Linked DNA regions of Arabidopsis thaliana: region 1 is linked to region 2. A link is a contact called in public capture Hi-C data. All regions are on one chromosome and are shown on one strand. The core of a region is the stretch at or near the end of the contact, and the rest is flanking DNA. Distances in the headings are between cores, read along the strand shown.

The links. Capture Hi-C pulls out chosen DNA fragments and counts their contacts.
Region 1: a contact with region 2 is called in a capture Hi-C map of seedling, with 2.2 times the contacts expected there. The contact joins the promoter of GA1 here to the promoter of AT4G04085 in region 2. A contact is called at or near these places in 3 of 26 Hi-C or Micro-C datasets (root, seed embryo and seedling) and 2 of 3 other capture datasets (root and seedling).

Annotation. Positions count from the first base shown.
Region 1 is chr4:1,241,714-1,248,162 of TAIR10.1, forward strand. It overlaps GA1 (Terpenoid cyclases/Protein prenyltransferases superfamily protein), which reads right to left and starts at 3,109. Exons shown (of 15, transcript NM_116512.2): 1 at 2,957-3,109; 2 at 2,063-2,134; 3 at 1,865-1,947; 4 at 1,275-1,581; 5 at 838-1,021; 6 at 425-639; 7 at 183-303; 8 at 1-103. The coding sequence starts at 3,053. It overlaps EMB3129 (GTP-binding family protein), which reads left to right and starts at 5,614. Exons shown (of 9, transcript NM_116513.5): 1 at 5,614-5,846; 2 at 5,934-6,080; 3 at 6,186-6,302. The coding sequence starts at 5,703.
Region 2 is chr4:1,005,511-1,012,180 of TAIR10.1, forward strand. AT4G04085 (a long non-coding RNA gene) reads left to right here and starts at 2,753. Exons shown (of 1, transcript NR_141775.1): 1 at 2,753-3,323. It overlaps AT4G02300 (Plant invertase/pectin methylesterase inhibitor superfamily), which reads right to left. Exons shown (of 3, transcript NM_116463.2): 2 at 6,012-6,172; 3 at 3,791-4,547. The coding sequence ends at 3,856.

The DNA of each region.
Region 1 (6,449 bases), core at 1,859-4,358, 240 kb after region 2:
TTGGTATCCATGTTGTCTTAAGAGCCTAAATGCCATGGCTGTATCATCGATGTCTTGGACATGGGAACATCTAGCCCAACATATGCCATTGTCGGTCCAATATCTGATATTTATCATCATCATCATTAGAGTAACCCTAGTTTGGTATACAAATAAAGTTAATACATATAAACGTTTTAAACCTGTGGACATAGTCAAGACACTCTTTAATCTCTTCTTCAAAGTATCTCGATATCCCTAAACGTTGTAACCGATCCACTATCCATATGTGCTCGAAAAGATCCACGGGAAAGACATTGGGAACTAAAAAAATAAAAGAATAATTTAAGCAAAAATAATAAATAGTTAACAAAAATTAGAAGTTATGAGTATATGTCTTCGATAGATACAATATAACAGGAGAAGTGGTTACTCGCTAACAAACCTCCTCCATTGAAACGTTTGACGGCATTTCGCAAATACTCGAGGCAGTTACTGTCTCGGGTCTGCATGAATGCAAAAGCGGTAGAGGAAGGAGAGAAGAGGAAAGATCCGTCTTGAGATTGAAGTTTCAAGAGCTTTTCCCAATCTAAATCACGCATCCCCTCCAAACTATGCAACAATGTTGTTGGTATCTTGTGCATTATCTCTTTTGGTATCCTATAAAAGATCTCACATGTACGACCAAAATCAATTCATATCTTAGTCTATGTATATTACGTATGCAAATATATCATCGTATAACTCTTTTTTTTTGGCTTTGAGTGAAGTACATAGGACCCATCTATATATACTTTGAAATATATTCATATAAAAATAGAATGTTCAAATGTATATTTTTTGGCCCAACACACAAACCTTGTAAGCTTTAGCTCTTTCTTGGCGTATATATCTTTTAAGACCGGAGAATCGTACGGTACATCAATGTTTATTCCTCGAGCTATCTCAAGCAACGATGGGAATGCTACTTCGAATCCGATTGGCATATGCTCATCATTTTCGTCTTCTAGCTTCCCAATATTTTCCCGGAAAAACGTGATTCCTGAAGTAGCCATTGATAAATGTATAAAAGTCATGTATAATACCTACTAAAGTAAACATAAAAAAGATTGAAACTCTTCAAAAGAAGATTGTTGTTTTAACTAGACTAACTTATATAACTATAGTATATAATCAACGTATAAAGTTAAAAAGTTTAGACCACTAAAAAAGTTTGGATTTTCTGCAAAAAGTTAAGATTTTCTTTTTGTTTTCTTGTACTTCAAAATAATAAATAAGACAAATAAATAAATAACCTTTGTTGCATTGATGAGGAAAGAGATTCCATGATCTTAGAGCAACGACGCATGCAAGGGTATTGATGAGACGATCATGATAAGAGAAGAGATACGCATCTCCCCAAGAACCATCGGAAAGTTGGTTCTCGGCGATCCATTTCACGGCGGAGGGAAACGCCGGAGTTTTATCTCCGGCATCGATCAATGCAACCCAAGCTGTATCGTAAGCCGATATCGTAATTTCCCCGTCCGTTAGGTTTCTCAAGATCGTTTTCACACTCTTCACTGCTTCTTTGAATGCATTACTATTACTTCCAACACTAATCTATAATTTAAATGCAAAAAATTATCATCAGCACATACAATCATGAAAAGGTTTGAATTAAACCATGCATATGTATAATTTCATGCATGGAATATATATATAGTCTTGTTACCTTTCGGTGTAAAACATAAGAACTATTTTTTGATGGAATGTAAAGTATAGAATCCGGGGGAAAATGTTTATATCACGGTAAAAAGAATAGGGAAGAATGTAGGAAAATTAAAGTATTATAATATGGATTTTTGTAATTCTAATTGACAAGAAATTTTATTCTAAAAATCACCTGAGGAGCATCTTCTCCTTGAAGCTGTTGCCACTCATGTATTAGAGGCAAATCATGTTGAACCTCTTGAGAATTAATGTATTCTAGACACACACACACACACACAAAAATCATATAATTTTTAGCTTCTTATATAAAAAGGGATGAACTTAGACTTGAAAACATTAAACTTATAAGTAATATTAATAAAATTAGAACCTTGAGTTCGAAGCTTTGAACAATGTATGGAACCGCTTCTGGATTTGTCTCTAGCGACATTGAGAGGAGATCCTATTCAAAAAAGAATGAGACTAGAGGAGTAAGAAAGTAATAATAAAATAATTTGCTTACTATGTTATATAGTAATATAAACTAGTTTTTGGTCGTCAAAACATTAGTTTATGTTTGTTGGCAATTATAATACTAAGATACGAGGTCAATCCATTCTCTAATGAGTACTAGATTCTCTAAACGTACCTTTTGTAATAATTAATTAATTCAAACTGAAAAACTTTTTATATCATATAATATAAAACAGAGTATACACATTTGCATATCGAATTAGAGGAATACATTCTTTCGAAAACAAAATCAACCAAAAATGATGAAGTTTGTTTTGTCCAAAAATCAACAGAGACCTAATAACACCAAAACACATTTTACATTTTTTCTTTTTGGTGGTAAAAACAGAGAAAAACCCATTTCGTAGTTGAGTCAAAGAACCCCAAATATCGAAAAAAGATAAACAAATCGAATTTTTGGGAAAGAAAAAAAAAACAGAGAGAATTTTGGAGAGTGGTTAATGATTCTATAATGCTTTGAAGAAAGAGAAAACAAAAAAAAAAAAATCGAAAGGAAGATGATGATGAGAGATATTTCACGCGTGGGTGTTGAGAGAACATAAAAACAGAGTCATCACTCTAATTTTTGTTTTGTTCTCTAGGGAAAATCAAAAAGACCAAACAAAAATTTCAGTCAAATAATGGATCATGATTAAACCCACAAGAGAATTTCGATTACAAAACTCATTAGATAAAAAAAGTTTGAGACTTTATATAAACAAGTGTGTGATCGTATGTCTCTGACAAGACAAAGAGAGAGAGGATGACTCACCTGAGATGGTAAGGAAAGAAGAAGATATTGTTGTTTTAGTAGAACTGAGAAAGGTTGTACTTGGAATGGAGTTTAGAACATGATACTGAAGAGACATGGCTTTAAAAAGCTCTGTTTTCTCTGTCTAAGTATTTAGTGAAGAAGAGATGATGAAACTATTTGGTGAGAAAGAGAGAGAGAGAGAAGTCTTAATGGGTATTTATAAGGACAGAACCGACTTCACATCAGAGATTGTGTTTCATTTTACTCTTTGAGAAAGAAGAGAGAGAGAGAGAAGGATATGATGCATGGAATGTGTTTTTGTGGGATCTTCCAAAGCTACGGAATTGAAGGGTAAATTTGGCTTTTTCTTCTATTTCCTATTCTCTTGTTTATATCTCTTTTACAACTTGATTTTTTTTTATAAAAATAATGGCATAAGGTCGATATCTTTGAAAGTACACACACACATACACATACGAGGGCTTCTAATCATATCATATCACAAACAATAATTTTTAAGGTCGTAAAAGATAATTAGGAAACAATATTTGTCGTGTGACAAGTCATATATGACTATTGCAATAGAATTATTATAAATTTGTCTTGGTGTAAAAAACAAAAAAAAGGATGGTACTTATCTAGTGTCATATGGTACTAATCTATTTGGGATTCCTTTTTTTGTCAAGTTTAAGATTATTTTGTTTTAATCTTAAGTAACAAATTAGTTTCTGTTTACCGGAAACTCTAAATACATGGATTGATATATTTGTCGTGTGGACAGGTAACAATACATTACTAATATTGCAGTAAATCTTTATAAATGGTATTTGTCTCGGTCTAGATAAGAATTAGAAGTAGATGGTATATTACAATCTCTTGTCAAAACAGTATCAATCTGGTAGTAATTCCTAGTTTGTCAAGTTCAAAGAGGAGTTTTACGATTTCTTCCTTTTACTTACATCTTATCTTAAGACTCTAGACTCTCTCTATCTTTTTCCAGTTTTTCATGGATTCCATACTTATAAAATTAGGAAGTAGAAAGTACACGTGTAGTTATATTATTGCATGTATAACTATTTGAAATTTGAATTACTACCAGTCAAATATAGAGTTGAGACGTTTTTTTTGTTACGTGACAATAGCTTTAAAAATAATTACAGTAGTCTTGCTACTCATCAAATGCCTAAATAAAATAAAATAAAATAATGCCTAAATTATTTATTCAAACATATATATATATATATACGAAATGATATAATTTACATATAGTTATATCAGGAAATGTATTTGTAAACTGTAAAAATCTTTCAACAGATGTTATCATATTTTGTGATATATAACGAAATGATATACTATAGTTTTGGAAAACAACAAATCACTAAATGATACATGGTTGATCGAATTTGCAAAATTATCAATTTTAGGAGAAATTATTTTTGATAACGGTTTATAACGATACTCATAAATAATTGATCGTTAACGTGCATACAATAAAATTAACGAATTCCAACATTTCTATAAATTACATTTGACTCAAATATGTCAAACATGAATCTCACTTAATGTCAAACAATATGTTATTGAATGAAGTACTACCGTTCGGAAAAACGATAAATCATTAAATGACATGTGGTAGATTAGGTTTGCAAAATTAACATTTTCAGGAGAAAAAATTTCTAATAACGGTTTATAACGACAACAATAAATACTTGATCGTTAACTTGACCATACATAGTATTAACGAATTCGAACATTCCAACAAAACGCATTTGATGCAAATATGCCAAACATGAATCTCATTTAATGTCAAACGACATGTAATGAAATACTACAGTTCGGAAAAACGACAAATCACTAGATGACATATGGTAGATCAAGTTTGCAAAATTCATATTTTCAAGAGAAGAAATTCCTAATAATGATTTATAACGATAATAGTAAATAGTTGATCGTTAACTTGACCACACTTAAAATTAACAAATTTGAGCATTACAACAAAACGCATTTTATGCAAATTTTTCAAACATGAACCTTATTTAATGTCAAATGATACGTAATGAAAAATAAATACTACGTACGATTCTAGAAAAACGCAAATCACTAAATGACACGTGGTAGATCGAGTTTGCAAAACTAATTTCAGGAGAAAAAAGTTATAATAACGGTTTATAACGACAATAATATATAATTGATCGTTAACTTGACCACACATAAAATTCACAAATTCGAACATTCCAACAAAACGCATTTGATGCAAATTAGTCAAACATGAACCTTATTTAATGTCAAACGATATGTAATGGAAAATAAACTACCAATTTTGTGTTTTAATTTATACTTGAATAAATTCAGAAATACTAATTTCGATCATCGGTGTTCACCTTTCTTCTAAAATTGTTATACATATTATTGGAGATCTTTGTTTAATATATAGATATATAGATATCTATATATCTATATATATATATATATATATATATATACTAGATTTTAACTCGCAGTACACCATATGACGATTTATTTTCTATAAGTAGTGTATTTGAAAATTTAATGATTATATATTATATATAAAATTTTACAAATTGCACTAATTTTTGAAGATCCAATTGTACCAATTCTATAATTTTACAAATTAGTGAATTTTCTAAGCCTTTAAGATAACTGGGCCTAAGAGTCTTTAAAAAAGCCCAGAAAATGTCATCGTCCAGGTAATGGGGATAAGGGGTTTTAGATTCTTTTAATTTTGTTTCCGAGTTTTTCAGCCATGTTTGCTCAGTTAGCACCATCGCCGTCTCCTTCTCCGGCGAACGTTAGCCACTTCGTTCACCGTCGCACCTTCCGTCAATGTACATACGCCGTCTCCGCTTCTCTTCCCACTGCAAATTCCTCTCGTCCACCACCAATTCAGGCAAACATTGTCATTCTAATTCTACTACTTCGTGGTCTTCTTCGTTATCTGAAATGAAATTGAGAAACTCGGAAACTTGTTTTGCAGATTGTTGGAGGAAAGGATTTGAATTTGGATGTTACACGGAAAGATGATTCAATTGGGTTCAAATTAGAGGCAAATGAAGATGAAATTGATTGGATGAATCTAGAATCTGATATTCGTCTATGGACTAGAGCATTACGTCCTGTTCAGGTAAAACAATTACGAGATTATGTTGTAAAGTTTTGGTTTTTCTGAATATGAATTTGTTGGATTGTTGTTTACTGTGTGTGTGTACGTGGGTTCTTGGTTTCATAGTGGTATCCAGGGCACATAATGAAAACTGAAAAGGAACTTAGGGAACAGCTTAAGTTGATGGATGTTGTGATTGAAGTCCGTGATGCTAGGATTCCTTTATCGACCACTCATCCAAAGGTTAGTACTTTGCATCTAAAGGTCTTTGATCCGGTTTTTTAGACTATGCTAATTATATTACTCAGTCTCTCTAATCTTTGTTCAATAGGAGCAAGTGAAGTCTATGACAAAACTTTTGTGTTGTTCAATAATGTTTGCACCTACTTT
Region 2 (6,670 bases), core at 1,503-4,002:
AAGATTCATTTTACTTATGTATCTGGTTTTATTCTTGGATTTATTTTGAATACATTTGGATAAGATTCGGTGCTTGTGAAGTATGTAAATGACAAAACGGATGTATTTCAAATTATATTTTCTTTCAATTAGGTAAAAAAAAATATTGTTTACGTTATGCCGATTTTGAGTATTAACGTCACTACAACGAATGAAAGATCGACATGCATCTAGCTAGGCTTGGATCAGGATCATGAATTGATTATGTAACCTCAAAAGATTGTTTAACAACAATTGTCTATGATTCTTGTTGTCGACTGTTTCTTCAAGGGATGGTTACGTGTAGGACAACACGCTTATACGGATGATGAAGACATTGGTTGCCTGGTTGGGTTAGTTTTCGCAAGGGCCTAGCTTCTCCTTTGCCATTTTTACTTAGAACGATGAGTCCATTTTCACATCTTCATTAGTGAAACCTTATGTTGTGTCTAAAAATCGTCCTTCATGAATCTTGACGGGCAAACCTATGTTTCCCAACAAGACATTGTAGCCTTCAAATCATATTATTTAACAAAATAATAAGTTTGTTTATCCAAATGAGCACACATTTCATGATTAATTTGTCGTTTATAATATGTGTTCGAGATCAATGTATTACTTTAATAAAGGATGTAAAACAGTTCAAAATTATTTACTAGATAAATTTGAGGGAACGAATCTCTAAAGTGTGGGGTTACTCACACGATATAATTTTTGGACGTTATGAATTATTATGATTCAAGATTCGATTAACCAAATGGCATATATATTAGTGTTTACTGTTCTATCATGTATTTTCAATTTGTTTATCTATGCGTCTTAAGTCATGTATATAGATAGTGTAGGTACCAATTTTAGCTATACAAATGCCAAATAAATAATCATAGCAACCGTTGAACCATTAACCGGTCTAGACAAATTCATGGACACATGTTTTTGAGTAGATTGTATTGATGATGATGAGACTTGCATGACTTTATTTCAATCATTCCACATACACATGTGTGCATGTGATCAGCCTTTTAATACGAATCTATAATGAACTATATAAACTCTGGCCACTATAACAATTATTAGGAACTATAGTAGTGGTTTTGTTCTTTATAGTCGAATCCGTAATATATGATCGCTAATTAGAAATTGTTATGCGTTCTGCTAAGAAAAGGTTACAATTATTTGAATAATAATGTACGGTAAAAGCGTTACAGCAATGATTGTCATAACTTATCGGCAAGCCAATCACTTGATTTACGGAAAATTATACTAAATGTCGAGGGCCCAAATTATATCACAGGTAAATACTGCTTCACTTTATCTAGACAATTTTCTATATTCTCACAAGTTCCAAACTTTAAACTGTTTCAAATTTGATATTTGATATTTACAAATTGAACTAGAAGTAGTTATTTGCTTGTTTCGGGATAGTGGAGATAGACAAAATGGTCTCGAACAATATTTTTAATAATTTGAGCGAGACCAAGTATCGTTATCTCAACTGGTAAAGATAATAGGTAAAGCTTAGAGGTCGTCGGTTCGAATGACGTTTAAAACGAAATTAATATTATATGTTGTGGTTTCGCGCTTGGAAGGATTACGGATTTTGGCCATAACCTCCTAGTATTCAGAAAATTGTGAGCGAGGTTGGACAATCGGATAGTGATCTTGTAGACGTCAATGTGCATTCTTTTCTTTCCAAATATGGTAAATCCTCGTCTGGAGAGCCAAATGAAACAAGACATAATCGAAAGTTTGAATTTGTTATCGACAAAATTACAACATGGTGTCGAACTGTAGTTTGGTTTTGGCTTAATTTGTGCCGAAAACATTTATGAATACATTCAAACATTTACTGAAAGTGTATGGGGAGATACAAAATGAGATGATCTTTTGATTTTCTCCAACTCACGGCAAAGGAAAGCATGCGAGCATCCTATAACTTTAAAAATTTGTCAAGAGACTCAAAGTTAAACTGTTTTAGATTTTTAATTAGGGTCTCAAATATTTGTCTTTTTCTTTATAATAAAACAAATTTGATGAAAGACAGAATCAATCAAATCCTTTTAATTTACCTGTAGCACATTTTTTATAGCAATTAATCATTATTGATAGTAAAGCATTTGATTCTCATTAATGAATTTCTTGACTTCTTGTGCAGCATGTTTACATGTTCAATCTTTAGGAAATGCAATTGTTCTTTTTTCATAGATTGTGATTTGTGAATACAAACTTTTGGAATGTTTCATTGCCTTTCGGGCTGAGCCATCTATTATATATGAATCCCATATGCGAGTATAATCCATCATTAAGTTTATAATATAAACAAAAATTAAAAATATGTGTTTATTTAATAATTTTAGTTGTACGTAATTTATAGCCAATGAAATCTTAACACAACAATTTTTTTTCTTTTTTAACACAACATTGCTTTAGTGTTATTAGTGAATATTTTCAGAAGTTTAGTCTGCATGAAGAAACGTCCAAAACCCAACAAGGATGCTAAGGCTAGCAATGAGATATATACACTTTACCTTAATATTAACAAGTGAAAAATAAAATAAAAATTGATGCATTTTGAGCCAAAACATTAAGCATGGAAGACATCATGTCTATATATATATATAAGATTTCGTCATTTTTCCTTCTTTTTTTATTCTACATAATTTTAAAATTTGTCGTCCATACACAAGTAAATTAAACGTTTTATGAAAATTATTATAGTTATGTACGTACTATTGTCATGGTGATTCAACCCTTAGGTTTGATCACACGGCCATACTTCTACTTCTTACTCTAAAATGATCTTCCATTTTTGTCCCCCTCATTACATGACCGTGTTCTGTTTCATGATATGCTTATCCGTCTACCATAGTAGGCATTCTCGCATATTCGAATCGCGACTCAACCTCCAAGATATTCCCATGAGTGCGTCCTCGCACAACAGTCCCCATTCCAGATGCCAAATAATTGTTTCCCGACTATTGAAGAATGAATCATAAGACTTAGCTTTTCTTTCTTTGCCGAAGAAAACTCCTTATATTTCTACTCGTCGAGTAAGCTAATCACATGTGGATATTGTTGTTTAAAATTTGTGAGAAATATAGTGATATATGTATAAAATGGATATCAATGTATGTTTGTATATGTATAAGTATAAAGAGTGGCGTTGAATAATAATAATGGAGAGGATGGGAATGTCGTACTTATCATGTGCGCTTCTGTGATGATTCCACATGCATTATGACCCTCCAAAACAAAACAACACGATATAAAGAGGAAAAATATAAAAACCGAACTTTGGATTCATGTTCTTATTCTCCTTTTTCTGCTTCACTGTAAAAGTCTTTCCATTATTGAACAACCTAGAAAACAGATGGTAAAGGCTACAAATTTCATCGGAAATATTAAATTACACATGTGGACAAATAAATAAGTTTCTTTGACCAAATTCTAATATAATTTTTTTCATTTAACTAGTTTAATACTTTAAATTCTACCATATTTTTCTCTATCATATTCACTCAAAATATCAGACTGAAATTAAGAACTCAATTAATCTGCCACAATATACAAAATCTCACTTGGTAATTCGACCTTTGAATCCACATGGCTAAGTAAATATAGCTATGCCACAATATCGATAGACTAGCCATAGCTATATTTACATACTCATGTCGCATTGAATCCAAGGCAGCTTTAAAACAGTACTACACCAATACTATGCATGCAATAAAACTTAACAAGAATGTTGACAAAAAACATTTTAAGTTTAAGTCCAATGTTTACGATACAATATATGATTGTTACAACAGATTGCTTCATTATTATCAAATTTAACGATTAGAAACCAAGACTAAAAGGGATGCCAGTTGAATTTAGCCATGTGCTACCGTCGATAAATGGACCGACTGTGAATTGGGTAGCCTCCGTTTGGTTTTCGATGCGTCTAAAACCAGGCCATGTGACTCGCTTTGCCATGTTTGCCCCAGGCCCTTCATTCATATACTCTCCATAATATAAAGTTTCAAGTGCAAAATCTTTTTTCCCCTCCAACCATCCAGCGGGATGTATAAGATCATCAATAAATGATTTTATGATAACCGTCCTAGAATATTTTCTCCATGGTCGACCTAAGTACGCCTTGAAGTTTTCTTTCACAGGGATCAAATCAGGTGCGGCCAAGATTCTACAATTAAGTATAGATATACCCGTGGGCTGGTCCGACTGATTGCGGCTTTGAGCGGTGAATGCAATTTTATGTCCAGGATTAGGTTTACGAGCATAAAGACTACTATTCTGGAACACAACAGCCGCATTGCCGAATATGAAATCGATTGTACCATATATATCGCATTCTCGATAAAATTGTTTGGCTGAATGAACATAAAGGGTGTCTTGGTAACCATCGAACTCACAACGGTAAAAGGCAGAGTGATCAGAGCCGCTTCGAAAGGCCACAGCCTGTGCTTTGGCCGGTCCTGCAGAATTCACGAATGATATGTCCTTTGCTATGTAGCCTTTACCTTTCACGCCTGCATAAACAATTATGTCATAATTAATACTTTTAGGAAGGTAGAAAAAAAACACAGAAGAAATGTATGAAAATATATTTGATGTGGATAAATCTTTAGGGTGGATTTGTGTAGATAAAAACAGAAAATGGATTTTTATTTGGGCTCAAGATGTAATTTGGTCTAAGCCCATCTTTAGATGAGTATATATATCATGTTCTAACAAGCAATTTCTAAAAATGTGTATTATATTTGGATTGAACAACATGGTCTATTTACATATGCACTTTTATCAAATATATATTCAAGTTGGAATTTCTTTACAATGAATTAATTCTTATCAATTAATTAATATTCCTCACTACTAATATTTCTTTATCTAATATATCTCCATCGATTCTAATTACTTAAAAAAAAAAATTAGGACATTATTAATATTATACTTTTTTAAAGGTTAAATATTATAATTATTTAAAGTTTATTAAACTTTTAGAAAATTTGACGGAAAAACGTTTAGAATATTTATAATATGTGAAATCTATACAAATTAAATAATATACAAATTAAATAACCATTTTAAAAAAATTGATTTGAATTAATAATCTTTTAAGAAAAGTATTGTTAAAAAAAAGTATAACAAAATAATGTTTAGTTTCACCGAATGGGGTTAGATGGTTAGACGGATTTAGAATATTAATAACATGTGAACTTTATAACAATTAAATAACCATTTGATAGAAAACTTTTAAATTGATTTGAATTATATATCTTTTAAATTAAAGTATTATTAAGAATAAATAACAAAATAATGTTTAATTTCACTGAACGGGGTTAGATGGTATGACGGGTTTGAGTCGATAGTAATATTAGATGTTATACTATAGGTGAAATCATAAATATAACAATAAAATAATAATTCTATTATCTAAAACACCAAACAAAACAGAAAATATTAACAAAACAAATATAATTAAATTTTAAGTTAATTTAGTTATAATTTACATTTTAACTTAATGAACTATATGTTATTGTTGCTATAGTTTTAACTAGTAAAAATCAAACATATTAATTGTACACTAAATAATATAGAAATAGATATAAGTGTTGTACATTTAAAAAATACAAAACATTAAACCATATATATTTTTAATCTATTAAACAAATTAAATTTTTATTTTTTTAATAAATATAATCCCAAAATGTATAGCGGGTTAAAATCTACTATCTTTATAAAACTAAATGAAACTAAAACATAGTATTTCTTTCATTTTTCCGACAATTTATTTCTTCAAGAACTAATAAATTTTAGAGTTCCATTAGATTAAATAATTTATAAGACCCAATCAAATCCATGCTATAGACCGGATTCATCTCTCCTCGTTACGACAAATGGCCTTATATAGTTTCTTAAGACATGATTGAGATTTAAGATTAGCTAAGTAAATCATGTTTAGCACTACAAAACCAAGGGATTCAGAGACAAACCTACGGTAGGAGTTTGAAATGTTGACCATCCATCAATGCGGCTGCGGTTTGCTTTTATGACTGTTTTTCCGATACCATCTCCGATAAACATTATCATTGTCTTCTTCTTAGGTAATTCGACGTTCTCAAAATATTCCCCACCTTTTATATAGATAATAAATCTACCCAAAAAAAAAATATTATGTGCATATTAGATTTATAAATAATGGTACTGGACATATACGGAATATCGCGAAAGTATTGAGAATTCTTCTGCAGAATTACTAATAAAATCACATGCATACGGAATAGAATGACGAAATTAATAATCCAACAAAGTGAATAAACAATATATGATCGGTCAAAATTGTGATATTCAACATAACTATATGATCTTAATTTAATGTAGTCAAGTATCAACAAAAAATATATAAAAGTAAATAAATGAACAAAATTGTGATATTCAACATAACTATATGATCTTAATTTAATGTAGTCAAGTATCAACAAAAAATATATAAAAGTAAATTAAATGAACAAAATTGTGCTATTCAACATAACTATATGATCTTAATTTAATGTAGTCAAGTATCAACAAAAACTATATATATATATATATATATAAGTAAATTAAATGAACAAAATTGTTATATTCAACATATACTATATGATCGGTAAAT